Linked DNA regions of Mus musculus: region 2 is linked to region 1. The links are chromatin contacts, called in public HiChIP or PLAC-seq maps. All regions are on one chromosome and are shown on one strand. Each heading gives the region's core, a stretch centred on a gene start, on an enhancer-like site or on the middle of the called end of the contact. The rest is flanking DNA. Distances are from core to core; before and after follow the strand shown. Region 1 holds the start of Abcd2 (ATP-binding cassette, sub-family D (ALD), member 2). Region 2 overlaps Lrrk2 (leucine-rich repeat kinase 2).

What was found. HiChIP or PLAC-seq counts read pairs in DNA pulled down with a chosen protein or histone mark.
Region 2: a contact with region 1 is called in an H3K4me3 HiChIP or PLAC-seq map of forebrain, with 6 times the contacts expected there. The contact joins the enhancer-like site here to the promoter of Abcd2 in region 1. A contact is called at or near these places in 2 of 39 promoter capture datasets (cranial neural crest and hippocampal neurons), 2 of 115 datasets of contacts at active chromatin or transcription factors (astrocytes and forebrain) and 1 of 9 other capture datasets (adipose tissue).

What each region holds. Positions count from the first base shown.
Region 1 is chr15:91,187,935-91,194,584 of GRCm38.p6, reverse strand. Abcd2 (ATP-binding cassette, sub-family D (ALD), member 2) reads left to right here and starts at 2,578. Exons shown (of 10, transcript NM_011994.3): 1 at 2,578-3,915; 2 at 5,570-5,750. The coding sequence starts at 2,977.
Region 2 is chr15:91,749,196-91,755,845 of GRCm38.p6, reverse strand. Lrrk2 (leucine-rich repeat kinase 2) reads right to left here. Exons shown (of 51, transcript NM_025730.3): 29 at 5,956-6,185; 30 at 5,495-5,622; 31 at 3,486-3,704; 32 at 1-56. Among named protein-coding and RNA genes, the nearest start is that of Lrrk2, 79 kb to the right of the region's middle. Within about 2 kb of position 3,480, at least 17 of the 459 cell types and tissues checked have an H3K27ac peak or open chromatin away from gene starts, as enhancers often do. A contact at or near this core is called in forebrain, where this site is marked.

The DNA of each region.
Region 1 (6,650 bases), core at 1,329-3,828:
CATGGTATGCACTCACTGATAAGTGATTATTAGCCCAAGATACAATTCAAAAACCACATGAAGCTCAAGAAAAAGGAAGACCAAAGTATGGGTGCTTTGGTCCTGCTTAGAAGAGGTAACAAAAAACTCACAGGAGCAAATATGGAGACAAAGTGTGAAACAGAGACTGAACAAAAGGCCATCCAGAGATTGCCCCACCTGGGGACCCATCCCATATACAGTCACCAAACGCAGACACTATTGTGGATACCAACAAGTGCTTGCTGACAGGATCCTGATATAACTGTTTCCTGAGAGGCTCTGCCAGAGCCTGACATATACAAAGGTGGATGCTCACAGCCAACCATTAAACTGACCACTGGGTCCCCAATGGAGGAGTTAGAGAAAGGACTGAAGGAGATGAAGGGGTTTGCAACTCCATAGGAAGAACAACAAAATCAACCAGGGACTAAACCACCAATCAAGGAGTACACATGAGGGACCCATGGCTCCAGCCACATATGTAGCAGAGGACTGCCTTGGTGGGCATCAATGGGAGAAGAGGCCCTTGGTCCTGTGTTAGCTGGAGTTCCCAGTGTAGGGGAATTTGAGGCGGGAGTGGGTGGGTGGAGACACACCCTCATAGAAACAGTTAGAGAAGGGATGGGATAGGGAGATTCTGGGGGGAAATTGGGAAAGGGGATAACATTTGAAATGTAGATAAATAAAATATCCAATTAAAAAAAAGAGTTCCACTTCCATATTTCCATGTCTTCTGGTGTTGTGTTGGTCCTGGTCCTGTTTAAGCAGCTATGCAGTTAAAAGGATCCTAGGTGAAGCTCCCCTGCTATTTCTAGGAGACATACTTTCACAGCAGATTTTCTGGTCCTCTGGCTCTTCCAGTCTTCCCACCACTCTACCCTGATGTTTCCTGGACCCTAGATGCAAGAGATGCGCTGCTGTAGATGTATTAATTGGCAGCCCAGGGAGTCTTATCAGCATTGCTTGAGTGTGCTAATATGACCAAATACCAAAGATATGTGTCATTTGTATGTTGGTACATCTGTTAAGTTGGATGCAAATAAAAGACCTCTGGATAACAAACAATTCTTAGATTTAATATATGTATGCCAAAGAGCTCAAAAGAATACTGTTTTTTAAAAATCATTCTTGGTAAAGGCAATTCTTTGACTCATGTCTAATGAACAATAACGATCACAAGACATTGGGGCACATATTCTAGCAGGGAGGTTTGCAGACTTCTATATACAATGTTTTTTTTTAAACAACTGACTATTTTATTTAATGTCTACACCCACTTCCCAGAATAGCATCGTTTCCATTTTACAGATAGAAGGCAAAGCTGAAGCACAGAGAGGACTAGTAACGAACACACAAGTGACCCGTTGTGATGTGACAATCACCATGTAGCTATCTTTCACTTCTTTAAATCAGGACAGATGTGGGGGTGTCAAAGTGCACTCCTGCCCTGGAACTACTATGGAGGATCAAAAGGGAGAGTCTGTGCATAATAAGGCCCAAGTATAAAATGATGCTTAGCTTAAGGGTCAAATAACACTAGCAGGTTAAAATAAGCCGTTCTACCTAACTGTGCTGGGCTCTGGCTTAAATGCACACCTTCAGGATAAGCCAGTCGTTGGAAAGACAGAAGAGAGGAGCAGAGAAAGGCTCTATCATGCAAAATCACCTTTGCCTTGCCTTCAAAAAAAGACCTTCAATTTATTAAAAATTATACAAAGTTTTGCTTGACTATTGATCCTTATGCCTTCCACTGGGAATGTGAATAATTTTTAAACTTTCTTGATTGTTGTCAAACAGCAAAAATGTTCATAGGAAGAAGCCAGCAGATTATCTCTGAGCCTAAAGAAAAACATGAAGAAAAAAAAAAAAAGTCTTGAAGAAATGCTTCCTAAAAATTGTTTTCCATCATAGGATCCCAGTTCGATTTCCCAGCTGATAAAATTCTTAAATTACCTCCAAACAAAAACAAACAAACAAACAAACAAAACACAAGGGAGATTTTTAAGTCACTTCGTAAGCAAATATTAATGTGTCAGATAACATTGCTAAACATAATCGTGGAGCAGAAAGAACTTTATTATCAGGACAAGTTAGTACCAAGGGATCTTGGGGAAGAACTCTGGGTGTAGCTCTGAGTGACTGTTTTCTGTAATACCCAAGCTCGCCTCCAGCTTATTTACAATAGCAGCCAATCTAATAGTTTCTGTGAATATCTGGGGAGAGTCGAAACAAGGGCGAAGGGCGGGAGTGAGGGGGGGGGGGGACAACATCTTCTGAACAAAACATTCTCAAGGATACATGTTTGCTATTTTGTCTTATGCCTCTCGCTGTTATCACTCTCTTGTCTGACTCCTTTCCCTGGGCCGGTTCCGTTAATCCTCTTGAGGCTCCTCCCTCCTCTCGCTGTTTCTTTCTCTCTGGGCTCATTAAAGCTGCTGCAATCCTTCCTTCCCTCTGCCTTCCCCTTTGTAGAAATCTTAGAGACGGGATGTATATTCTGAAACTTCTGAGGGTTTCTAAGTGCCGCTGAGCATGCTCAGTAGCTCTAAGGGAAGGTTTGTTCTCCAGCAGCTGACCTCATTCGACCTCTCCAGAAATAGATATTTAACTCTCTGAACTCCTGTTTAAGTATAGGATTTGTTTTGGCTCTCTCTTCGTTTTTAAGGTTCAAAGGGAAGAGGCCAGGAGTCCAGGGTCTCACCGCCCACGCAGCCAATGAGACGCCTGTGGGTGGAGCCTGGCCAGCTCTGGCTGCTGAGGGACTCGCCCCCGGAGGATGCGGTGGAGTTTGTGCTTTGCTGCATCCGTCACTGAAGAACAAAATAAGAGTAAAGGAGACAAGCTGCAGAGCATGGGAGGCTGTGGGGTCTTCTGAAACCTTTGCTGGGCTTTCCGCGGAGCATGAGCTTTTAAAACGAATTCTTTTCAAAGAAACCCATTTGTGTAGCTGGAAAAATGATACACATGCTAAATGCAGCAGCCTATCGGGTGAAATGGACCAGATCCGGTGCTGCTAAAAGGGCTGCCTGCCTGGTGGCTGCGGCATATGCTCTGAAAACCCTCTATCCCATCATTGGCAAGCGTTTAAAGCAGCCTGGCCACAGGAAGGCAAAAGCAGAAGCTTACTCGCCTGCAGAGAACAGAGAAATACTGCATTGCACGGAGATCATCTGTAAAAAACCTGCGCCGGGACTAAATGCAGCTTTTTTCAAACAGCTACTAGAACTTCGGAAAATCCTCTTTCCAAAACTTGTGACCACTGAAACGGGGTGGCTCTGCCTCCACTCGGTGGCTCTAATCTCAAGAACATTTCTCTCTATTTATGTGGCTGGTCTGGATGGGAAAATCGTGAAAAGCATCGTGGAAAAGAAGCCTCGGACTTTCATCATCAAATTAATCAAGTGGCTTATGATTGCTATCCCTGCTACCTTTGTCAACAGTGCTATCAGGTACCTGGAATGCAAACTGGCATTGGCCTTTAGAACTCGCTTAGTAGACCATGCCTATGAGACCTATTTCGCAAATCAGACTTATTATAAGGTGATAAATATGGATGGGAGGCTGGCAAACCCTGACCAGTCTCTTACCGAAGACATTATGATGTTCTCGCAATCTGTGGCTCACCTGTATTCCAACCTTACCAAACCTATTTTAGATGTCATTCTAACCTCCTATACTCTCATCCGGACAGCTACATCCAGAGGAGCAAGCCCTATAGGGCCCACCCTGTTAGCAGGACTTGTCGTGTATGCCACTGCTAAAGTACTGAAAGCTTGCTCGCCCAAATTTGGTTCGCTGGTGGCTGAAGAAGCCCACAGGAAAGGCTACCTGCGGTATGTCCACTCCCGAATCATAGCCAATGTAGAAGAAATTGCCTTCTACAGAGGACATAAGGTAAGACAGGCATTAAAGCAACGGGTGAAATGTGAGACTGTTCAGGCAGCCACTGCACTGCCAGATACCATCTGTTGTCTTGTTGACAGACCCACTTTCTGAGCATTTTACAGTCCCCGTGCCCCCCGCTCCACCCCCACCCGCCGTCCCCGTAGCTAAATCATGCTAAAATACATGAGCCCTTTAAATCGCCAGCCAGGAGAGAATGAAAGAGTCCAAACTTCTCTGAAGTTTCATGAGAATAAAATGTCTATTCTTTTTTAAGTAAGCGGTCTTCATAGCCTCTGTTACTCTAGTGTGACTGTAATGAATGAGCTCAAAGGCTTTTTCTTAAAACTTAAGTACTAACTTGGTGAAGGGTTCTGCACATTGTGAAGTCCATGCACTTTTAGGAACTGAGAGTAAACTTCTTTGGATTGAGAGGGAGATGTTGGAGTATCCTTTGTCGTTCTTTTGTGTTGGGGGATGGGGAGGGGGCGAGAACTGCTTTCAAAGAAAAAAACAGTTCAGACACTTTTGCAAGACTGATCAATGAGAGTGGTGTGCAGATGAGGAAATGTAGAGGAGTGTCTCACGAAATGGCCTTTACTTTTAACTTTGGCTGAGGACATAATTTTGACAGAGATAATTAAATTTTGCCTAGGAGAGGAGTAAAAACTAAGATTAGCGAGGACAGGAGTAGGAAGGAGCACCGCGGTGCTATTTTTAAATGGTACCGATCTTCAACAGTCGAATAATTAGCCCAGTTATGTAAAATCGTAGTGTCTTATAGTGGCTTCACAATGTTGAGTATGGTATAAATTGGGGGTGAGGACATCTGAAATACAATACCAATGGTTTGGCAAGATAGAGAGGAGTATTTTTAAATATATTTTAATTTCCAAGCAGAATGGCGTTCCCTTTAAAGCATCAAGAATTATCATTGTTTCTTTCTCAATCACAGAAGCAATCCGAAGGAAAAAAAATCTAAACTAATTTAGGACCTCTATTCCTACTTGGTATTTGCTATGTGTGCCGTGTCCTGATTTATTTATTTATTTTTTTTGTTTGTTTGTTTGAAACATTGAGCTCAGTGTAAATTAGTAGATTCTTCATTCAAAAGACAAAATCTGGGAAACTAAGCCAGTTCAAAACAGTATAATTATACACGTTGTGTTTGGTTTTGGTTATTTTTGGTGTTCTCAAGAGTGATATGGGTTTAACAAGGCTTACTTGTATCGTCATAAAATATTATTTAATTTTAACATCTTAAATTTTAAAATTTTAAAAGTATAAGTTTTTCCCTCCCTCCCTTTCTCTCCCTCTTTCTCCCTCCCTCTCTTTCTTTCTCTCTAACTGTTGAGAAGTATACCCAATGCCTTATTATGCTAGCAATGGGTAGCGTTCTGACACTGAGCTAGGCTCCTGTCTCACTCATGTGTATTTCAAACAATATTACATGTACCAGATAACATGTTTTCATAAGTAATACTAAATTATGACTAATTCTGGTGTCTAGTTACATGTATTAGTTGTAGAAATGTATCAACAATGGCTATACTAAAAACAGCAAAATAATATATCTACAACATGGAAGAGAATCTTACGCGATGCCACTGTTTATTTCCATAGCTCATGCTGGATTTATTCTTATCCTTTTTTTCCCCCTTTTTAGGTAGAAATGAAGCAGCTGCAGAAATGTTACAAGGCTTTAGCTTACCAGATGAACCTGATTTTATCCAAACGTTTATGGTACATCATGATAGAACAATTCTTGATGAAGTATGTGTGGAGCAGCTGTGGACTAATTATGGTGGCTATACCCATTATCACTGCAACGGGCTTTGCAGATGGTGGTAATAACATCCATGTTTAATCTTAAATAGATGCTTAACATTGTTTCTCTTGAAGATGTCATTGCATGTCCCATGTGTTACTGTGTAGACAGCCAGTCTCTGTTGTTACTTGTACTCAGAAACAGTGACAGGTTTTAACGTTCAATACTCAGACCACCAGTATGAAAGAAGCAACAGGTAGCTCAAGGGACCTTACCACGAAGGTCTGTGACATAGTATCTCTAGAAGTCTACCTGGAGCAATTTCAATTATACTGCTCAATGACTTTTCAGTTTACATTTAATCACAAATCAGATCAGTATTTTCAGAAAGAATATGACATAGGCATACCTCATGGTTTGTTCTTAACATCCCAGAGAATTAAGCATATAAGTTTCCTTATATGCTTAATATAAACGGAATTTGTCCTGATTTGTGATTTGAAAGCTGATTGGCTATTTTAGATAAGCAGAAATGCTATTTCAGAGTGCATGTAATCATGCGGATGGGTTCTCCTCTATTTGTAGTAATATAGACATCTCCCCATTACATGGTTTGGTGATGTTTAGGGGACGGGACTCATCAAGATGCAGTTACCTAATTCGATCCTATCCCTGTCTCTACAGTTTTTACCAACATCCACCCCCCCCTTTGGGTATAACTAAGAAAGGTAAGGGCAAGAGAGACAATGTCATGGTGCTCTCTCTGTGTGAAGGCTTGAGTCTTTACTGGCAGGAATGAAGGGGTTACAGTTAGAGTTCAGCTTTCATAGGTGGTTCATATTCGAGAATTCAGCCAAGCACAGAGCAGAAAACGGAGTCTAAAGCAAAAACAGAGAAAAATCTGTCCGTGATCAACACATACCTTTTATTCTCTACAGAGCTCACTGTAGCAACTGTTCCCATAGCCTTTGCAACACAT
Region 2 (6,650 bases), core at 2,231-4,730, 560 kb before region 1:
TCCAGTTCTACGTAGCAATCTGGAATTAGCTGCCCAACCACAGGCTGATCTCGGATCTATGAAATTACAAATGACAAGGTGTTAAAAAAAAACTATTTAAATCACAGATAGGTTATATGGTAAATTCAGCCAAAACAGTTTTTATGCGGTGCACATGGTTTGCTTTTTTTTTTTTTAATAAAATTTAAATATGATACATGATGTGAAACCTATCTAAATGGTAGTGAACAGAAGATGAAATTAAAGTAAGAAATTTATGGACATAGAGTCAATTTGGAGGGGAAAATCTGTGAATAAAATAGCATGGAAATAATTATCTAGTAATACAAAAATTCTATTTCAGAAATAAAGGCAAATAACTAACCAAGAATGAATGATCTCATTTTGTAATACACTGAGTTAATATGCAAAGCACCGGGGTGGGGGTAAGATATAAGTCTATTATGAAAGCTTGGGATATTTCTTTCTGAGATAAAAATATAACCACAAGTATTGGACTACCGAACTGTAGACATCAAGAGTTAGAACTGGAAACACAACATCTCCTCACCAAGTTGTTTTTTCATGGAATTTGAAACTCTGGAAAATGCGATTTATTTAGCTGCTGACGATCCCAACCTGACAAAAAGCCCACTGTCTGCAGCAGTCGATGAGAGACAGAGAGCGATATTTTTCAGTGAGGGTCTTGAGATAATAGTTTCTATAACAGATATCTTTTTTAGGCTTTTTTTCCTCACATGAAAAGTCTAGTTTTAGAGAGAAATGCAACTCTTGATTCTAGCTGCATATGTATCAAAAGATGGCCTAGTTGGCTATCACTGGAAAGAGAGGCCCATTGGACTTGCAAACTTTATATGCCCCAGTACAGGGGAACGCCAGGGCCAAAAAGTGGGGGTGGGTGGGTAGGGGAGTGGGGGGGAGGGTATGGGGGACTTTTGGTATAGCATTGGAAATGTAAATGAGGACAATACCTAATTATATATATATATAAAAGAAAGAAAGAATAAGAAGAAAAAGATAGCAGCCAAATAACTAACTCAGACCACCACCAGGGGGCAACCGACCTCCATTAGTTCCACCCATCAGAATTTCTACTTGAATTCTTAGGCTCTAAAACCTGTCTTTCCGTGACACATAAACACAAAACTGTCTCTCTCTCTCTCTCCTCCCTAATTGCACCAAGAACTTTGTTTCCAGCATCCAGAACTATTGCTTCCATATTTTTCGACAAACAGTCATTCAGGAATATATGACCCTTGTGCCAAAAAAAACAGTCTATAATCCTACTAACTATCATGCTTTTCGTCATTTCTCACAAATTAAGACGACATAAAACTTCAATTTCAAGATTATGTTTTAAGTTTAGGAAGGAAACTGACCTACAGAAACAAGTGAATGTCCCACAGGAAGCAAATCAAGCGGGGGGGGGGGGGGGGGGAGTACTGAAGGGCGGGTACCAGGCAGCAAAAAAGATGGCTGCTCAGGCAATGGGCTGGAGAGAATCGAAAGGGAAGCAGTTCAAACCGACTGCGTTGTTGACCTTTCTCCTTTCGCCTGGTAACGGACTCATTTCTGGGCCGATGTAAGGAAGAAAAGCAAAACCCCTTCTAAAGAGCATAGGTTTATGTTTATAAATACAAGGAAAGATTGGGAGAGAGTTAAGTTGGAAGGAAAAGACAAATGAGATGGGGCTGGGTGCTCTCTAATAGACTCAAAGCTGCTCCTTGAAGAAGGGTTGCAAGCGTCACCCAGAAACAAGGTCCCAGATAGGTGGGCTGACGCGCCTCTCTCAGAAAGAACCAGCGAAGCAAGCCAGCGCATGCTCAAACCAGCATGCCAGAATGAGGAAGCCGTTAGCACCACCCATTCCTTTTTAATAATACTGCCATTCTAGGAAGCATGTTTTTCTCCTCTGTATGGAGTTGCTTGAAAGGCTCTTATGTACATAGAAGGAATCTGGCCTTACTGATTGACAGGGATAATAACTTGCAGCTGTCTCAGCGGAGTTTGAACCTGGATTACTGACTGGGTCACCTCCCTACAGCAGCAACAGCCCACACCACAGACCCAAGCATCTCTCTTACAGGCTTGCTTCAACCAAATTCAGGCTTTTACAAAACAAATTCGCCTTCTGAAATGGACTTTTAAATACCAGCCCCTGGGGCACTACAGAGACAAACCCATCCACAGATGGCCCATTTCTGAGACGACCAGAATCTGTGAGAGTGTGACAGAGCTGAGCTGACAGGGCAGGGCGCTGCAGTGCACAGCGGGAGTTTATCATTCAACATCCAAATTGGAGCTGTTCTGAGAGTGCGCGCCTGTGGCCCAGTAAGTAATTTCTCTGGGATATGCAAACCTAACAGGGCTCTGGTTACATCCTGATATCTCCAGAGCCAACAGAGAGACAATCATTGTGTTTGCCATGCTGAAGTACCCAGAGCGTTCTCTAGAAATCTCAACCGTATTCCCTTCCTGTGAACTCTAGAAAGGAGCACTCTTCCTAGTGACCCATGTATTAATATTTTCCTAAACATGGGGTTTATCAAAGAGATTGTCAGGAATTTAAAACACAAGTCTCGGGATGAAACTTAGCTTATACGAATTCGGTAATTATTTATAGATTGCTGAAAACCAACCAGTAGGCTTGGCAACTGGCAACGTTAAAAGGCAAAAGTTGGAATGGAAAAAAAATTGAAACCATCTGAACTAAAGTTATAAAGGAATCACATAGACTGATCGAGATACAAACAGGACAGGAACTCTCAAAGGAAGCGCCTAGAGTGGTCAGTGGTTCTCAACCTGTGGGTCGTGACCCCTATAGGGGCGGGAAGGGAGGCAAGTCAAACGATCCTTTCACGTGAGCCCTCCAAAATAACACTTTCACAGTGGTCACCTCGGATGATTGGAAGACACAGATATTTACATTATGATTCATAAAGGTATTTATGAATTCATAAAGGTATTTCACAACTATAGTTATGAAGTAGCATCAAAAATAATTTTATGATTGAGCGTCGCAACACGAGGAACTGTGTTAAAGAAAGGATTGTAGTGTTAGGAAGGTGGGAACTTCTGTGCTAGATAGGACCGAGTGTCGCAGAGGACAGGAGGCCCAGACACCACCTTCTCTTTTAGCCTCTGGATGGAACCCCTGGAGAGGAAGATTTTCTCGGTGTCCTGGCAATTCCTCTCCTTCTTCTCAGGATCCTCTAGTTATTTTTATTCCCACTTCTATGAATTATAAATGAAGTGCGGCATAAATAAATAATTTTTAAATGAAAGTACTTTTATCGTTTTGAGCTATGAAAAAAAAAACCCTACAATTTCCAGATAATTGCTCTCTCCTCAAGGTTTCTGACATTTCTAAGCAGAGGCATAATATGACAAAAAGAGAAAGGCTTACTTAACTAGCAGCCTGCAAGAGGCACACACTCGCCCACCTTGACCATCTAGTAGCCTGCAGGGGGCGCCCATCCTCCCACCTTGAAATTAAGGCTCTCATTTATGATGGTTTTCCGAAGCTTTGCCAGCGCATCTGACTCCTCGGTGGCATTCACAAAGTGGTAGTCCCGGATGGTGGGGAATCCTCGCTTATTTAGGAGTTCCTTCGTGATTTTGCTTATGCACGCTTTCCGCTGCTTCTCATCAGAAACATCCAAATGTGTGCCCACCAGAATCACCGGGGAAGAAGAGGCACGAGCCTAAGGGAACAGAGACAAGACACTTCCTGTTTCCGGGGAGGAAAAACCTTCCTGGTTACATTTATGCTGAAATCTGCTATGTAGGATGCTACGTGCTGCAGCAATGACAGACTCAAGGACTTCAGAGTCACATAATAACAGCTGTCTTTCCTTGCTGCTAGTGTGTGAATCTTGAAATGCAACCGTGTGACACAGCAGCGTCTTGAGAGCTATATGAGAGGCTCAACTCCCAAGGACAGAGCCCAAAGAACACGTTTGAAGGTCCTCACAGGAACCGGGATGTTAGGTCCCCTCCCTGTTCCTTTGCCATAGAGCATGAGAACTCTTGCCCTTCCACCTCCCGCCATGAAATGGCATATCAAGAATGGCCTCACAGATTCCAGCCCCAAGGTGCTAGACTTCCCTCCCTTCGGAAATGTATGAGAGAAATCTCTGTAATTTGTAAACCACTCCAGCTTGGGTGGGCTGTTACAGCCGCAACTGAGATTACTCCCTTAAACCTAAATAAATATGATAATCACAAAACAATTTAAAAATTATTATTATTATGCCCTTAATAGTCCAACTCTTACCACTTCCAGAATCCCACATAACCACCATAGTATAGCATTCCTTTTATTTTAATGTTTGCTCAGAGCAAGTTGTTTGCAAGCTGCACTTCTAAATAAAGCGAACATTCAGGAAACTTCAAGCTACATCAGAAGCAGTGCAAACTGCTTCCATTTCTTTCTTTAGCTGAGAATTTTATGCCCTGAATTCACTTTAAAGTCATGAAATTTGGAGAATGGAAGACAAAACCCACAGAAGCAAGCCGAATTGCCACCGTACTATTTGGCTAAGTTTCTGTGTGAACTATAATAATGTCAAGAAAACACGGGCTTAAGGAAGATCCAAATTACCAGATAACAGCCCAGGAGCTACCAAATCCTGTGCCCAGATGTCATCCTTGGTGCAAGCTCTCCTGAGAAGTTTACTCCCAGAACTGTTCCCTGGGGCAACAGACAGCAATCACAGGGACTCTTGTCACAGTCTCCATTCAAAAGGTCATATTGAAAGGAAGAGCTGTCACCAGTGCAGCAGGTAGACATTCAAGAAATAATAAAACAGAGAGACCAAAGATAGGAGACACACAGTCTGGGGCTGTTCAAGAGGCAGGATCTGAGCGCTTCCCACTAAAAGGTCACTGAAAATATACTGGACATGTGCAGAGTATGTGTGATATTAATTCCGTTTTAAGTTGGGGGAGTTGGTATGTCGGTTAACAAAATAGCATGATTAGAATCAGTTGTGCTTTCAGATTTTACACCGTAACAGGATTTCAGAGCCTAGTGACATGTAACTGTGTGGGATTCCCTCTTCCATATCATTTCTCAAACTCTGAATGCTTCTAATGTAGAAATAAAGAAAGAGAGAGAGGGAGAAGGGGAGAAGGGAAGGGAGAGGGAGAGGAAGGGAGGGAAGAAGGGAGGGAGAGAGAGAACATTTAAAACAATTGAAGGAACTGTTTTTGTTTTGTTTTGTTTTGTTTTCAGATATATCATGTTATAAAGACATTTTTAAAAAATAACAGAATGTAACTGGGCATGGGAGGACACATCTTTAAACTCAACACTCAAAAATTAGAGGCAGGCAAATCTTTGTCCATCTAAGGCCTTCCTGATCATTCATAGAGAGTTTCAGGGCATCCAGGGACACATAAGTGAGCCTTAGCCTCAACAAAACCCCAGAAGCATAGCATACAGTAGTGAGCAATGATCACACTCTAGTCCCACGTGATCAGAAGAAATCACCTTGATATTGAAGAGCCAGGGCTTCATGGCGTCCACCTCTGCCTGCCCCTTGCTGAGATCATAGACAGCCAGGTAGAGGGCTCTCTGGGTCATGAAGTGGGGGTGAGTGCTGTAGAATTCCTCACGACCTAGAAGGAGATATCAGAGGTTTGAGTCTTTCCCATAGTAGGTAGGACTCGTTACGAAATAATGAGGGGGCACAGCAAATCCTTTGGAGGAGGGCAAACAACAGACATCATTCCCATGACAGCTTTGAGAACCACGATTAGCTGCCAACCAAGCAATTTAGACCTCTCTGCTGGGGGCTGGCATTGCTCTCTGTGGAGTGTCCATTCTGGTGACAAGGGCAAAATGGGCTTGGGATAATCTTATAGGATCCACCAGTTCTTTTTCTACTGGATCAGGAAACTGGGTTTTAAAATTTCTATTCAAGACGAAAGCTAAAACAGCATCTTGAGTACCTGCAAAATCCCACACGTTTAGAACCAGGTCCTTTCTCCTTTTGCCCCGTATTTGGATGGACCAGTCTCGCACGTCTATGCCGACTGTGGCACCCTGCATGCCAAGTTCTGGTTTCTTCATTTTCATGAGTTGTTGCAGTAAAGTGGTCTTACCGCTCCCCGTATTTCCCACAATCATGAGCTTCATTCGGTTGTAGGGTACAGCCTTTTTCAGACGTTGTTGTAGAAACCTGGATAAAGAGAAGCCACATAGCAGCCTACCGAGGCATGTGCCAGGCCTAAGTTGTTCCACAGAGAGTGTGTAAACTCAAGCATGTGAAACTGTAACCAGAACCAACAACACACATGCCTTCTATTCTATTAGTAGTTTCACAGTAGTCAATGATATTTTTTAGCACTGACAATGATGTATGGCATGCTATATCATCACCAGTTATAATCAAAATCCCCAAATCTGTTTGCAATATCTATTAAGATGCAATGTGTACATAGATACATATACACGTGTAAATGTGGGAGGATATTTAAACAGTACAAGGAAAAGCTTAACCATTATAAAGTTTAAACTTTACAGTAGCACAGAATCAAATAAGTGTATAAATCAAAGCCCATTTTAATGAAGGTTTGAAAATGAGGCAGCCTTGGTTGTGTTATATACACATATGTACACATACATACATATGTGTACATATGTG